2 separate regions of the Mus musculus genome follow, and region 1 is linked to region 2. The links are chromatin contacts, called in public HiChIP or PLAC-seq maps. All regions are on one chromosome and are shown on one strand. Each heading gives the region's core, a stretch centred on a gene start, on an enhancer-like site or on the middle of the called end of the contact. The rest is flanking DNA. Distances are from core to core; before and after follow the strand shown.

Evidence for each region. HiChIP or PLAC-seq counts read pairs in DNA pulled down with a chosen protein or histone mark.
Region 1: a contact with region 2 is called in an H3K27ac HiChIP or PLAC-seq map of embryonic fibroblasts, with 3 times the contacts expected there. The contact joins two enhancer-like sites. A contact is called at or near these places in 1 of 15 datasets of contacts at CTCF or cohesin (the NIH/3T3 cell line), 2 of 484 Hi-C or Micro-C datasets (the C2C12 cell line and adipose-derived mesenchymal stem cells) and 3 of 115 datasets of contacts at active chromatin or transcription factors (embryonic fibroblasts, fibro-adipogenic progenitors and heart atrium).

Annotation. Positions count from the first base shown.
Region 1 is chr13:60,416,246-60,422,974 of GRCm38.p6, reverse strand. Gm35333 (a long non-coding RNA gene) reads left to right here. Exons shown (of 4, transcript XR_873552.2): 4 at 1-221. Among named protein-coding and RNA genes, the nearest start is that of Gm35333, 15 kb to the left of the region's middle. Within about 2 kb of position 5,309, at least 79 of the 459 cell types and tissues checked have an H3K27ac peak or open chromatin away from gene starts, as enhancers often do. A contact at or near this core is called in the C2C12 cell line, embryonic fibroblasts, fibro-adipogenic progenitors and 1 more, where this site is marked.
Region 2 is chr13:60,010,094-60,016,791 of GRCm38.p6, reverse strand. No RefSeq gene overlaps it. Among named protein-coding and RNA genes, the nearest start is that of A530065N20Rik, 16 kb to the left of the region's middle. Within about 2 kb of position 4,286, at least 36 of the 459 cell types and tissues checked have an H3K27ac peak or open chromatin away from gene starts, as enhancers often do. A contact at or near this core is called in the C2C12 cell line, embryonic fibroblasts, fibro-adipogenic progenitors and 1 more, where this site is marked.

The sequences.
Region 1 (6,729 bases), core at 4,060-6,559, 410 kb before region 2:
TCAGTGGGACCGGCTAAGCAGGGGCTCAGACACCAACTCCTTGGAAGCTCCTGATGAGAACAAATCATGCCACGTGGTCTCTGGTCTTTCCCAACACCCACTGAGCTTCTCTGGAGTCCTTTCTTGCTTGTGGCCACCCAGGGATTTTGCCTGTAAAGGATTTTATCCATCCATGCTACTTTTACTTTGGTTTTGTCTATGGAATAAATATGTCTTAAGAAGTGGTAGAGCTGAATTTATTCAAAAGAAACTGAAAGTAAGCAATACATTTAGGAAATCTGAATGGTTAGAGAGTTGGGTGGGGTGGTATTTTGTCTTCCTAAATAATAGAAGCCTCTTTAATAAAAGTTTAGTGCCTCAGGTCAAGCCTAGACCTTTCAAGAGTCCTGCTACGATCAGATGGCCACAAGTGGCTTTCTAAGGAACAACATCAGGCACTGCTCACAGTTCACACATCAGGGTGGGTAAGTCCTATAGCAGGGGATCCCGTCCCTGCTGTAGACCAAATTGACTTGGCTAAGACCCATGCTCAGGAGCCTTCATCTCCCCAAGGAGAAAGTGAGAAGAGTAAGTGGTCCTCATCGTCCTTCTGCAAAACTACTTCTGGCTCAAACATTGCCCTTGGAGACTTCCGCGCTTGTGTTCTGTAGCTTAGACATGAGAGTCTCTCATTACTGGCAGACTTGCTGCAACTTTGAACAGAAAAGTATGTTAATTTATTTACCATTGCAACTTTGAACATTAAAGTATGTTAATCTATTTACCAATTAAACAAATGTAATATAAAATAAAAATTTCTCCATTTATCCTTTTATTGTTCTTCTCTTCCCCCCTTCTTTCCTTCTTCCCTTTATCTCTCCCTTCTTACCTCTTTTCCTTTCTCCCTTTTCCCCCTTCCTTTTCCCCTTCTTCCTTTCCTTTCCTCATATTTTCTCCTTCTTTCTCTTTCTCCTTGCCTGTTCCCCGCCCCCTCTGTTTTAGTTAGGGTTTTACTGCTGTGAACAGACACCATGACCAAGACAGCTCTTATAAGGGCAACATTTAATTGGGGCTGAACATTTACAGGTTCAGAAGTTCAGTCTATTATCAAGGTGGGAGCATAGTAGCATCCAGGCAGGCATGATGTAAGAAGAGCTGAGAGTTCTACATCTTCATCTGAAGACTGCTAGTGGAAGACTGACTTCCAGGTGGCTAGGATGAGGGTCTTAAAGCCCATGCCCACAGTGATACACCCACTCCAACAAGGCAACACCTACTTCAACAAGTCCATACTTACTCCAACAAGGCCACTCCTACTCCAACAGGGCCACACCTCCTAATAGTGCCACTCCCTGGGCTAAGCATATACAAACCATCACACACTCTCTTCTTCATTCTACAAAAGTTCTGGGCTCCTGCTTTCACTCTTGCAGTGATATGGAAGTGAATGAAGCAGCTACTGGCCCGGTTCCCAGGACTATTATACTATGATGCTTTATTCTGGACTGTGCTGGAACGGGAGTTTTATGCTAAAACTGGAAAAGTCCCAGCAAAGTGAGATAACACAGTCACTTCTAGGTCAGAGATACTGAGTGTGAATGGGTTTTCAAAAACAAAATGAACCAAGTGACTCAGAAACTGTCAATCATTTTGGAGATACTCAGGGTGGGAGCTCTGACCGTTTACAGAGGACTCTGCAGAGGTCAGGTTTACAGGGGCAAACAGGAGGCATGGTTAGAGTGGAGTTGCCAATTTCAGAAGCTCTTGGATCTTTCAGAGGGGACAGATCTGTGGGAGAAACAGAAGAGTAACCATGCTGACCCCAGTGAGCACAGTGGAGTATCAGAGCAGGGAAGGAGCTAAGAGGCTCTGAGGAACTTGCATGAATTAGGACATCAGCAGCTTCACCTCTGGTCACCCAGTGTATAGAGCAAGATCCCTAGAATGCAGGCTCAAGGAGGGGAGTGTCTGAAGTCACACAGCTCACAGATGGTGAGCCAGGAGCCACCCCTTGGGAGGGTACAGAACTCATACTTGTCACCTGCACTGGGCTGAGGTGACCTGGAGTCAGAAAGCACTGAGGACCTTCTGTGGTTTTTGCAAACTTGCAGCTTGGGGGTGGGCATACAGTTGTGGGGTGGCTTAGGGATTGTCACTGTGTGTAATCAGACCACTTCATTGAAAAAAAAAAGAACATTTTTGTTTCCTCTTCCTTCCTATCCTGGGTCTCATCCAGGAACAGGGTTCTGACCCCCAAAGCCACAAAGAGCAGAGATAATGTGCACAGCAGGTCAGTGTTGTCAAGGAGGCTTGTGGCGAGGAGGGTCAGGCATGGTCGCTGGCTGGGTGTGCATTGTACACTGCGCTTAGCAATATGCTGCTAAGAAAAGAAGGGCCGGCCTCCTTCTTTCAGTCTCTTGTTTGTCCGAGATCTTCCTTCTTGCCAAGTGGGGACAAGAAAGACGCACACATGCTGAGCCAGTGTGGAGAGAGGCAGAGGGCACAGGCTGCCCTTTCCTTTCTCTCTCTGTTCTCATGTTTGTGGGTCACATCCGGTGCCAGCATGGCCCTCTGAAGGCTAGGCTTGCTCTGCTGTCCTCCCCAGATGTAAGGAATGAGGGGGACCTTTCCCTTAGGGGAAACGTGTCATTTAATACTGAGGGCCATACATAAGAAATAAATGTAATATGAAAGACATAAAATTGAAAGTTTTGTTCAGGAGTTTTCAGTTCTTATATAAGAGAGCTACTGTATCGCGTAGATTCCAAATCAACGAATCCTAAAATACAGTTTTCAGAATTGTCTTTTTGTCCCCCCTTTGTCACCACAGGTTTCTTCAGCAACAAGAACTGAGGTCAGAGAGGTGGCTTAGCAATACTTCCGGCTTTTAAAGAGGATCTGAGTTCCAGTTTCTAGTACCCAGGTCAGGTAGCTAACCATTACCCATAACTCCATCTCTGGAGTCCATCACCTCTGGCCTCTGCAGGCATCTGCACACTTAATTTAAAATAGTAGAAATATATCTGAAAGAAAATATATGAGGATCAGTGGGTGAGGAAGATGGGCAAGATGGCTGGGGCAGAGTGCTCGCTTTGCAAACCTGGGGAACTGAGTTAGGATTCTCAACACCAATGTTAAAAAGTGGGGGGGGGCGCGGGGAGTAGCATACGCCTTTGATCCTGCAGTGAAGAGAGGGAGATGAGACTGCTGGGGTTTGCTGTCGAGCCAAATCAGAGAGCTCCGGATTCACTGGACAAGGTAAAGTATGATAGATAAAGACACCTGTGTCTGGCTGGTATTTGTGCGCATGCACACATGCACCTGCCTGCACATGCGCACAGATGCACAATGGTAGCATCAGGAGAAACTTTTGGAAATGACTCCTTTTAGAACTTTACATCCTTGTTTGCTTCCTTTTCCCCCCCATAAACCTAGTCAATACAAACCCATTTGTTGCACCCATGGCCCGAATAGTTTATGTAAATAATTAGAATTCCACTGTTCCTGAAGACAGACTGTGAGATAAGAGAAAAGGAAAACTATGGCATTTATTGGAAGCCTGGGGCTAGGAGGTCACCCCTCTCTGGCTTTAAGGATTCAGCTTCATCTTCTTTCCTTCTGAGACACTTGTGCCTTCCTCAGTTGGCCCTGGGGTGTCTCTGTGTGGCTGTGCCAAGTGCTGAGCAGAGCTGATCTTATCAACTGTGTGTCCTCAAGCAGGCTGCTTGGCCTTTCTGAGTTGGAGTCTTCTTACTTTTTAAAACAGGACGTGATGTCAGCCTCACAGAATTCTAGACTCATCTCAAGTACACACAGGCTGGATCTACACCAATCTGCCCACAACAGGCGTTTGCTGTGTTTTAATTATGTCTTTAAACCTCGAATACTGGTTCACAATCAGACATAATGAATACGGGGGACACACTGTGTTCAGAGCTTATTGAGACTTGGGGTGGTGTGATAGACCATGTGCCCTCTCCTCTGCTTCCATACACACCATGCTGCTGTGTAAGCCATCAGCCACTGTCTAGGGTTGCCCCATGTCAACAGCCACACCCACTTCCTGGGCAAAACTGAGGCAGGTCTACATGTCATCTCGAAGCACACAGGAGAGAAGAAATGGCTAGTTCCCAGCATAGGCCGCTATGGGTATCACTTCTAGTGTGTGTCCCTTCAACGGGGGTTCATATCCTCACATTGCTTGTGGCTCAGAGGGTAAAGAGATGGGTGGTATGTGGGGGAACACTTGGCAACTCTAAGGGTAATATCAGTGACAGCAGTGGTAGAGTTTCTTTTATTCCCTAGTGCTCAGAGTCCGGCTGTCCCGTATTGTATTTTTGGAGTGTTCCCTTGAAATGTTTTTGCTTAAATATGGTAAATGTCTTTTTTTGTTTTGTTTTTGTTTTTGTTTTTTGTTTTTTGGTTTTTTTTTTTTTTTGAGACAGGGTTTCTCTGAATAGTCCTGGTTGTCCTGGAACTCACTTTGTAGACCAGACTGGCCTCGAACTCGGAAATCTGCCTGTCTCTGCCTCCCAGGTGCTGGAATTAAAGGCATGCACCACCACCACTGCCCGGCGGTAAATGTTCTTCTATGTTTTTCAGTTTTCGATCTTCCAGTGTATAAGCTTCCAAGTACATACAGACATAAAGACACAAACACATACACTACACAGCAGTGCGTGCACACACACAAGCACATGCACATATACCACAGACCATATATATACACACACCACGCTCATACAAAAGTGTATATAACAGATATAACTCCCACCATCTTTAGGGCCTTGTTCCCCTTGGCTATCTGGTGGAGGGGTGCAGGTTGACCATATTTCTAGAGCTATGACATGTCCCTGTTGCATTGGGTGGACAAGGTGTGAATCCAGCTCCCCGCCACCCCAACTTTATATGAAGGAACAGTTTGTTAACATCTTAAGCTTGGTGGGTCTTAAGGTTCCCATGATAGCAACGCCACCTGGCTGTTGTGACACAGAAGATCCTAGGGACATTTCAGAAATGAGCCAGCCCGGCTGTGATTACAACAGAATGGTATTTGGGGGGAAAAAATGTCACCTTTGTCCGAGCAAGAGCCTGTGAGCTCCTCTGTCCGTGGGTGTATGGTTTGTCAACCTTAGCCATAGTCAGAAGGAAGAGGATGACGGTGGTATCTGAGCCCTGTGGCAGGTGACCAGGCCAGTGTTTCAGAGAAGCTGAACTTTAGGTGTCCTGACCTTGGGGCCTGACTGCCCCACTGCAGCTCTGTAGGCCAGGCTGTGCGGCTCCAGCCAGGGAGCCCTGGAGGCTGTGGTGCTGATTGGTTCCAGGGCTGGAGGGATGGAAATTTACAAGAGAGCGGAAAGATTGCTCTCTGCCAAGGTCTGATTCAGAGCTCAGGGATTAAGCCTCTGGCTCGGGGATTAAGCTGGAATTTCACATCCACAGATCCCACTCGCACCAGGCTCTGGCTGAGCCGGGTTCCTGTGTCTCAGAGGTTTCCGCGCTCCATAGGCACAGGGGTCAAAAAAGAAACTCCAGGGCCCCGTTTTCTGCTTTTGGGCTCATTTTCTTATATTTTGTATCTCGTATATTCATATCTGAATCTGAGATGAGAGAATAATTTGGAAACAGCGAAGGAACACGAAGGAATCTACTCCCAAGGCCAAGAGAACGGCTGAGCGCTAGGCTTCAGTAGGGGTGCAGGGCAGAGAGAGTCCAACACTCACATTTCAGCCCCCAGTTTTGTTCTGCTGGCTCTGGCCAGCTGCATCCCAAGGCTTGGAAAATGACCCCTGCTTTCCTAAGAGCCATGTCCTTGCTCCATCCACCCGGGCCACAGACAGTGTCCATTTCACAGGGAACTTGTAGTTTACCAGTTTTCATTCTGGAACCTCCTGTGGGCGTCAGTGCTCTCAAAATGGGGGAGACAACTCTTAGTTTTCTGGCTGTTTTGGTTTTCACGTAGAAGGCTTGGGACCCAGACAGTGAGCTGTGCACACCAGATCCTAGCATCCAAAGCAAGAAGAAAGGCTTAGAGACCTCTTCTCTGCTAGGCTTCCGTTCTAACCTGCTTTAGTCCTGGGAGTACTGGTGATCTGGGGCACCTTGTAGTTACCAGTTCTTGATTAAACACCATGTGACAGATGAAATATTTTGTTTTTCTTTGATACTGAGATAGAAAGAGTTTTAACCTCATTTTGTTTATCCAACCTTATTGAATCATATGAAATCAACGTTGGTATACTTACATTGCGAGCCTCTGCTTTTACTCTGCAGAGAATCAGTTATGTTACAGAAATAAGTGACTCCAAAGTTTAATGGTTCAGAAACACAAGGTTTTAGAGCTGTAGAGATGGCTCAGCAGTTAAGAGCACTGGCTGCCCTTCCAGAGAACCACAGCTCTGTTCTCAGAACCCACGTGGTAACTCACAACTGTATTTAACTCCAGCTTCAGGGTATTTGGCCCCCATAGGCGCTGCACACATATGGCACATAGACCTGCAGCAAGCAAAATACAGATACACATAAAATAATTTTTTTAATTCAAAAAGAAACTATTTTATGTCTCTCAGAACACATGCTGAACTTTATGTGAGATGTTTCTGTCATTATCCCCATGAAGGCAGGACTGTGGTGTAGAGAGCTGTCTTCTCTGAGGGGGTGGGAAAAAATTGGCCAAATGTGTCCAGGCACCTGTTTTTGTCAATAAAGTTTTATTGACAGGCATGCATGATGACTCATGACTTTGTCTAC
Region 2 (6,698 bases), core at 3,037-5,536:
GCGCTCTGAGACTTTACGTGTAGTCGCTCTGAGCACACAGAATCATAGAGCACTGCACCTGACTACCTAGCAGCTCACCTTGTTTCCTATGTCCTAAACTAAGGCCAAAAGTGCCTGTTGATTCTTAAATCTACACACAACCTTCTGAAGCCTCCACGTAAGGAACTGGGAAGTCTTCCTCCACCTATCCTGTGGCGTCAAAACATAATTTTTACAATGGGTTGACACCTCTTGACCAAGAACACTGCAGACATGTGTCCCGTTAAGCCACTTTTAATTTGTAGAAAATCTTTCCCAGAGAAGTAAATGACTATGGCCCTTGAACGCCCGTGTGACTCTGATGTCACAGGAGATATTTGGACATCTCCACATTCAAGACTGAGTTTCTCAGCATGGCTTTGGCTCCTCTGAGGCTGACCAAACAACCCAAGGACAAAAACACTTCAGTGAACTGTCCACACTGTAACGAAACTTGCTGTCGCTGGCAAAATCCAACACAGTCCAGTTGCTAAGGTCAAGCAGGCTGGAGAAGTTTCCAGACTTAGCAGGATTTCGGAGACACTGAGGTCATGCTTTCTGGTGCTGCTTTCCCAATGTTTAGACGTTCCTGTGCAGAAGATTAAAAGCGTGGAGACTTTGCCTCTTTAGAGAACTGCAAATAAAATATCCCCAAGAGAAGGTCTCCCTGATGAAGAAACACATGCCTTTCATTTGACTGCCTCTGCAAAGTGCTCTTAAAACAATCCAGGAGAACCCTCCATGGGTTACAGCGTGCTGGCTGCCTATGAGGATAACACACACCATGTTTTCCCCCTTCCCCCTTTTAATCAGGAGCATTGGAGCACGAAAGCCAAGGGGGAGGAGTGGATCTCTCCAGATGGTTTTCCAGAACCACTGAGAGCTCCTTTCAGAAGGAAATGGAACAGTATTTCCCAGCGCAGGACCTTACATTGGTTTGTTTTCTCCCAAATCTCTGTGCATGCTGACATCACTTTCTGCTGAACTCCAAGAGACTATGGGTCTGTTTCACACCAGAAAGGAGACTGCACCTGGGATTCTGTGCTCACGCCAAAATAAAAGTCTGCTTTCTCTCCCTGTTATAGGGGTGGGTGTTGAACTACCTAAGACTAGATCACGCAAAAGGTTAATACACATTTATAAAGGACGTTCACAGAAATAGATTTCTCTTGACTCCTGTCCACTTCTTATCTGTCTTCACTTGACTAAAATAAAAGCCAGTCGATTTCCATGTACCTGTCCACATCACCCAAGCAACTTGAGGCTAGGTTCCAATCAAAGTTGTCTTCTCTCCAGGAAAGCCACCAGCCCTGTGGTGAATTGCTCCCTTGAGTATCTGATGCCAACAGCTACACTCCCCCCTCAAAATCTATCCCTTCAAACCCAGAGCATAGAAGCCTTCCCTCTGAAGGTATGTTCGAGAAGACAGTGCCTCTCTGCACCAATGTTATGCTAGTAGATAATAGTATCAGTTTACTGTCTATTGGAGCTGCCACATTCCAGGCAATGTATGCTATGATTCATCATATTTAGCTCTTTGACAGTCTTGTAGCCTCTCTAAATGAACGGAAAACGAAGCTGAAAGGAGTTATGTAACCTGTCCGTCAAGGCTACAGGGACCTAAATCTGAATAAGATGTAGGCAATAACGAAAGGGCAGACACTAAAATCCCGCCACCACGTGCTAAATTCTCAAGCAGTGCCACATGGATGTTGTGGTGTCCAAGACAAGCGTAATAAGTAGCTTGATGGATAAAGGAAGACTGGGAGGCGGGCTTCACAGAGGCTAGGGTATTTGAGCTTGATCAGTTGGTGAGTACATAGCAAGGTTGACAGAGAGAACCTGGAAGAAAATTTGAGGAAATAGTACGTCATGTCACAGAGGCCCAGAGTGTAACAAAGGTCTGAGCCACCATGGTTTTCTGGAACCAGAGCAGAGAACGTCTAAAAGGCAGAAAGAATGGAGGTCTGAGTCTTGTTGCTTGAGGATAGTCATTGTTGCTGTAATGTAGAGACTCCGGGGCTAGCAGGCAAGGGGAACCAGGTGTCTTTATTAAGCAACTGGCAACACAGATTGAAGGGAAACTTGCAAAGTTAATTGAGAAGCTAGACTTAGCAGGGTACGTGAGTATGAAGAGAAAACAAGGATAGGGGCTGGGGTTTCAGGTAGCAATCATATTTTTGAGTGAATCTGTGTCTTAAAGAACACAAGAGCAACTCTTGTCGTATGGGAACGTAGACTTCTCAGCGTATGCTGGTGTGTTTCTGTGATGGTCTGACACTTCCCATCTGGGTCTGCTAGAGGTACCTTGGGAGGGATCTGGGAGGTGCAGGCTGGGTTGGAGCCATCAGTCTGACTCTGAAGCCTTCTAGGGAGAAAGCAGTGTCCAAGTCTCTCGCCCCCTGGAGAGCCTGGGCATGGAGTTTTCGCAAAGCCCACATTATCCTACAGAGGACACAGTGCTTTCAAAACATAAGCATTGTTCATCCAGCTGGCTGTGTTCTCCACACTACAGGCCTGGGTCTCTCGGCCACACCCTGTGCTGAAGAAGAAGTTTCTAGAGTCTGATGAACAATAATGGAGGGGATCACTACCCTACTACCCAGCTGAGCTTGCAATTGGGATCAGAGGCCCAGTGCAAAGATCTTTTATTTAATGAAACCCACCTTCCTGAGAAACCTACTCAACAGTGCTCACTGCAGAAAACATTGGCACTGATCTAAAACTCTGACTCTTGACTTCAAGACATCCATAGTCCATGCAGAGCTATAAAGAAGGACAAGTGGAAACCGCAGACAGTGGAACACAGCTCTGAGCAGCAGCAAGGAAGGGCAGCTACCAATCTTCTCTTAACCTATGCATATCCTGCCCAGTCCAGCTGGACACACTCAGAGAAGCTTCTGGCTTCTTCACGCAACCTATATACATCCTCCACAGACTTGTCATGGTCCCAAGGTTACTTCTAATGCCTAATACCATGCAAAGACTATGTAAGCAGCCACTGCATTGCTCAGTGAATCATCACAAGGGTGTGTGGGTATGCTTGGTACAGACCTGATCTTTTGGAATATTGTCATGCATGCTTGACTGAACCTGAGAACGTGGAACCTATTGATGCAGAGGACCAACTCTGTATTTGCCCCTCCTCCAACAGGTAGGCGCTGAAGTGCAGCCTTCCACGGGTCAGACTTTATCCCACAAACCCTTTCTTCAAGCCTGGAATTACTCACAAGGATTGCCTCTACAAGCAGTGCACACAAAGGAGCCTGCTGTGATATGAGCGACCCTCCATTCATCCTCCTCCTGGATATTCACTCTGGAAACCTTCTAATCTAAGCGCTGCCTACCCATAACAAAGCTGTACCTGTTTCAAAGGCCCCAAGTACCCATAACCTCTTGAGAATGATAGCAAGACCCAGCTTTGGCTCTGGATATCACCTACCTCCCTATGCTGTGACTAATTGAGTCTCAGCATAAAACAGCTAACCAAGGCTCTCTGGATTAGACACAGTCTGTATTGCACAGACTTCGGCTGTGTGGGCAACGCAACATTTAAAAATTTGAAGAATATGATATAAAACACTCCCGTGTTACAAAAGTGAGGGGTAAGTCAACTAGGAGGTTGGATTTGTTGCATGTGTTCTTCTTAGAGATTAGACAGGCCCGTCTTTGAGATAATGGCTCATAGAAGATTCTCAGTAAACATTTGAAGGACTGTGAGAGTGCATGACACTGCTGTAGGTACTAGGGGTGCTTGTCATTGGCTTCTAAACAACTTGTCACTGACCGAGTGAATAGGTAATGAAAGCCAACCTGAATCATGCTCTTCGTTTCCAAGGGTCCTGGGGACCCCATCTTTCGATACCATTCTGGATCAGCTCTCTGGGGGGGTCAGTAATTAGCAAAGTGGAGGAACACAACAGTCTCAGTCACATGCTAGTGGAACAGTGGAGAGTTGGAAAGAGCCAAAGGCACGTTTAGCATGCTCTGAGGAGCATCCTACCCCTGTTTGCATTAGAGCTCACACCCCATGAGTATATTTTGGAGCAGTTGTCCCTGTCAGCTTGGGCCATCTGTTCTTAATATGTCTTTGGCTTTGACCCGCACATTACTAAGCTGGGAAACTGAGCGGCTGGTGACTTCACTGGTGCACGCGAGGGGCCGAGTTGGGAAAGTCGTCATTTGGTAGGGTTGAATATTTCAGCTGTGGCCACAGCTGTTCACAGGGCCCAGGAATGAGACAAGCTTGGTTTGCTCAGTGTGAATACATAATCTCTCCCCCTCTGTTTCTCTCCCTCCCTTCCTCCTTCCCTCCCCGCACCCTTCTCTATTCTCCTCTGTTCCGTGTTTCATGAGGACGGGTGAAGCCTGGTGGGTTAGATCTCTATCCTTTACAGAAGGACACGGTTGGCACGGAATTGGTGCTGACTCGTGGGATAGAAGGGGGATAACAGAAGTTGTTTCTGTCTGTTGCTGCTCCCCCACACTGGACTGAATTACATTGAGAGAAAGATGTGAGCATAACTTCCTGGCTCGGTAAAGGATATCACAGGGTCTGATAGCTGGAGCTTGGAGATCATCGGAACCAATTTTTTTTCAGTCTTAACCACAAAGGGGCAGTTGCTTCTTCAAGGTCACCTGTTTGGAAGGCAGCAGGCCCAGACTCAAATCCAAACTTCTGACTCCTTCAGATCGGGTTTTCATTGCCAAGTAGTCTTAGAATTTAACACTGCTAAGAATCTAGGCCCTGATTTCCCAAGCTATGGCTAGGGAGTATGAACAGTAATGGAAAAAGAGGTCACTCCCTGGAAGATTTGAGCAAATCAGTTAGATTTGGGGAGTCCCTTCCCTTTAAGTGACAGATTAAAAGAAAAAAAAAGTATGATCTTATTTACATGGTGATCTGAAGAAGCTGAATAACACAGTGGCTGTCAGAAGCAGAAGAGGGGTGGGGAAGTGGGTAAGGGGACAGAAAAAGAGTGGTCAGAGAGTACAAAATAAAATGGCAGGCAGATCTTACGAATTTGATTTGTATCGCACAGCAGGGTGACAATGGCTGACAATATTCCATTGACTATTCCTGAGTATCTGGAAAGGCAAATGCTGCAAGCATTCATACCACAAATGAACAACTATGTGAACTGATCCATACACTGGACACCGATCCCTACACAGACCTCCAACACCATACCACGCACCAAAAACACATGCATGTATTATGACATGCACTAACTATAACACAACAAAGAGCTGAGGGTATAGTTCAGTGATAAATATTTGTGTAGCCCTCTCAGGGGCCCTAGGCCAATTCTCAGCTCTTTGAGAAAAAAGTAAATAAAGAAACATTTTAACATTTTACAACTTGTGAATCTGAACCAAGCAAATGTGATGCTGGAGCTGGAGACTCAGCTCAGTGGCTCAGAGCATGTGGTCCTCTCCCAGAGGACCCTCACTCTGTATCTCCAGTTCCAGGAGATCCAATGACCTCTTTTGGCCTCTGCAGACAGCTGCACTCATGTGGATAAACCCACACAGATGCACATGCATACGTAGTTAAAAATAAATCACTTTTTAAAAAATGTGTGATGCTCTTTGTCTTCCGTGTCTCACCATTTCTAAGGAAGATGAAACTCTAGATCACAGAAGTATCTAGCAGGAAATGATCTCTACTTCCAGTCCCATTTTCTTGTTCTTATTTGCAAGATCTTGAAACGGAAATCACCAGCCGTTCAGCCCCTTGCTCTCTTCCCTGTCTGCCTTCCACATAGGTTTTGTTTTGTAGTGCTGGAGATTGAACCCAAGCCTCCTGTGTGCAAGGTGAGTACGCTACCACTGAGCTATACCCCAAGCTGTGTCTTGACCCTCAGCAGTTGTCCGTGGCAGCACAAGGTATTCCTTGAACACTGTTGTTTTAGCTGTAAGCTATCGTCAATAGAGGCAAAGACTTAACTCGTGACCAGCAATGGAAATTTCTCTCTCTGGATAGGTCTTTCCCTAGACGCTGGTCTCTTGCCCTGGGCTCTTGAGGTTATACATAATGTGAAGAACAGAGAGTATGAAGACAAGAGAAGGCACGGCTTGCCCTCAGCCTAACTAGTGTGAGGAGGGGAGGAGAGTTCTCTGCTCCTCCCTTGCAGGAGCAAGGATCACAAGTGGCATTCGGGCTGGGTGCTACTTTGTGTGACCTCCTCTTTGGGGATTTGATACAGAAAATTTAGGTCTCAGGTCCTTGAGTCTAAATCACAAATTCTGGTGCCATTGAGTGCTGTGGCTCATTGAGTAGCTCACATTACACTTTTAGTGAATGCTTTAGAGATATTATTTCACATCATCGGGGAAGTATTCCTTTCCTGCAGACATTGGAAATCAATTCTCAGAAAACCAAGTTGAATGGGAAAGAGAACAGAAGTCCTCCTATTCATCAGCCCAAGAATTAAGCAACCAAACTTCTGAGGTTAACTCCCTCACTAGTCAGTGCCTCACTATGGCACTGCAATGCTCCAGAGCCCTCACTATAGCACTGCACATACTCCAGAGTCCTTGCTATAGCACTGCACATACTCCAGAGTCCTTGCTATAGCACTGCACATACTCCAGAGTCCTTGCTATAGCACTGCACATACTCCAGAGTCCTTACCATGACACTGCAATGCTCCAGAGCTCTCACCATGACACTGCAA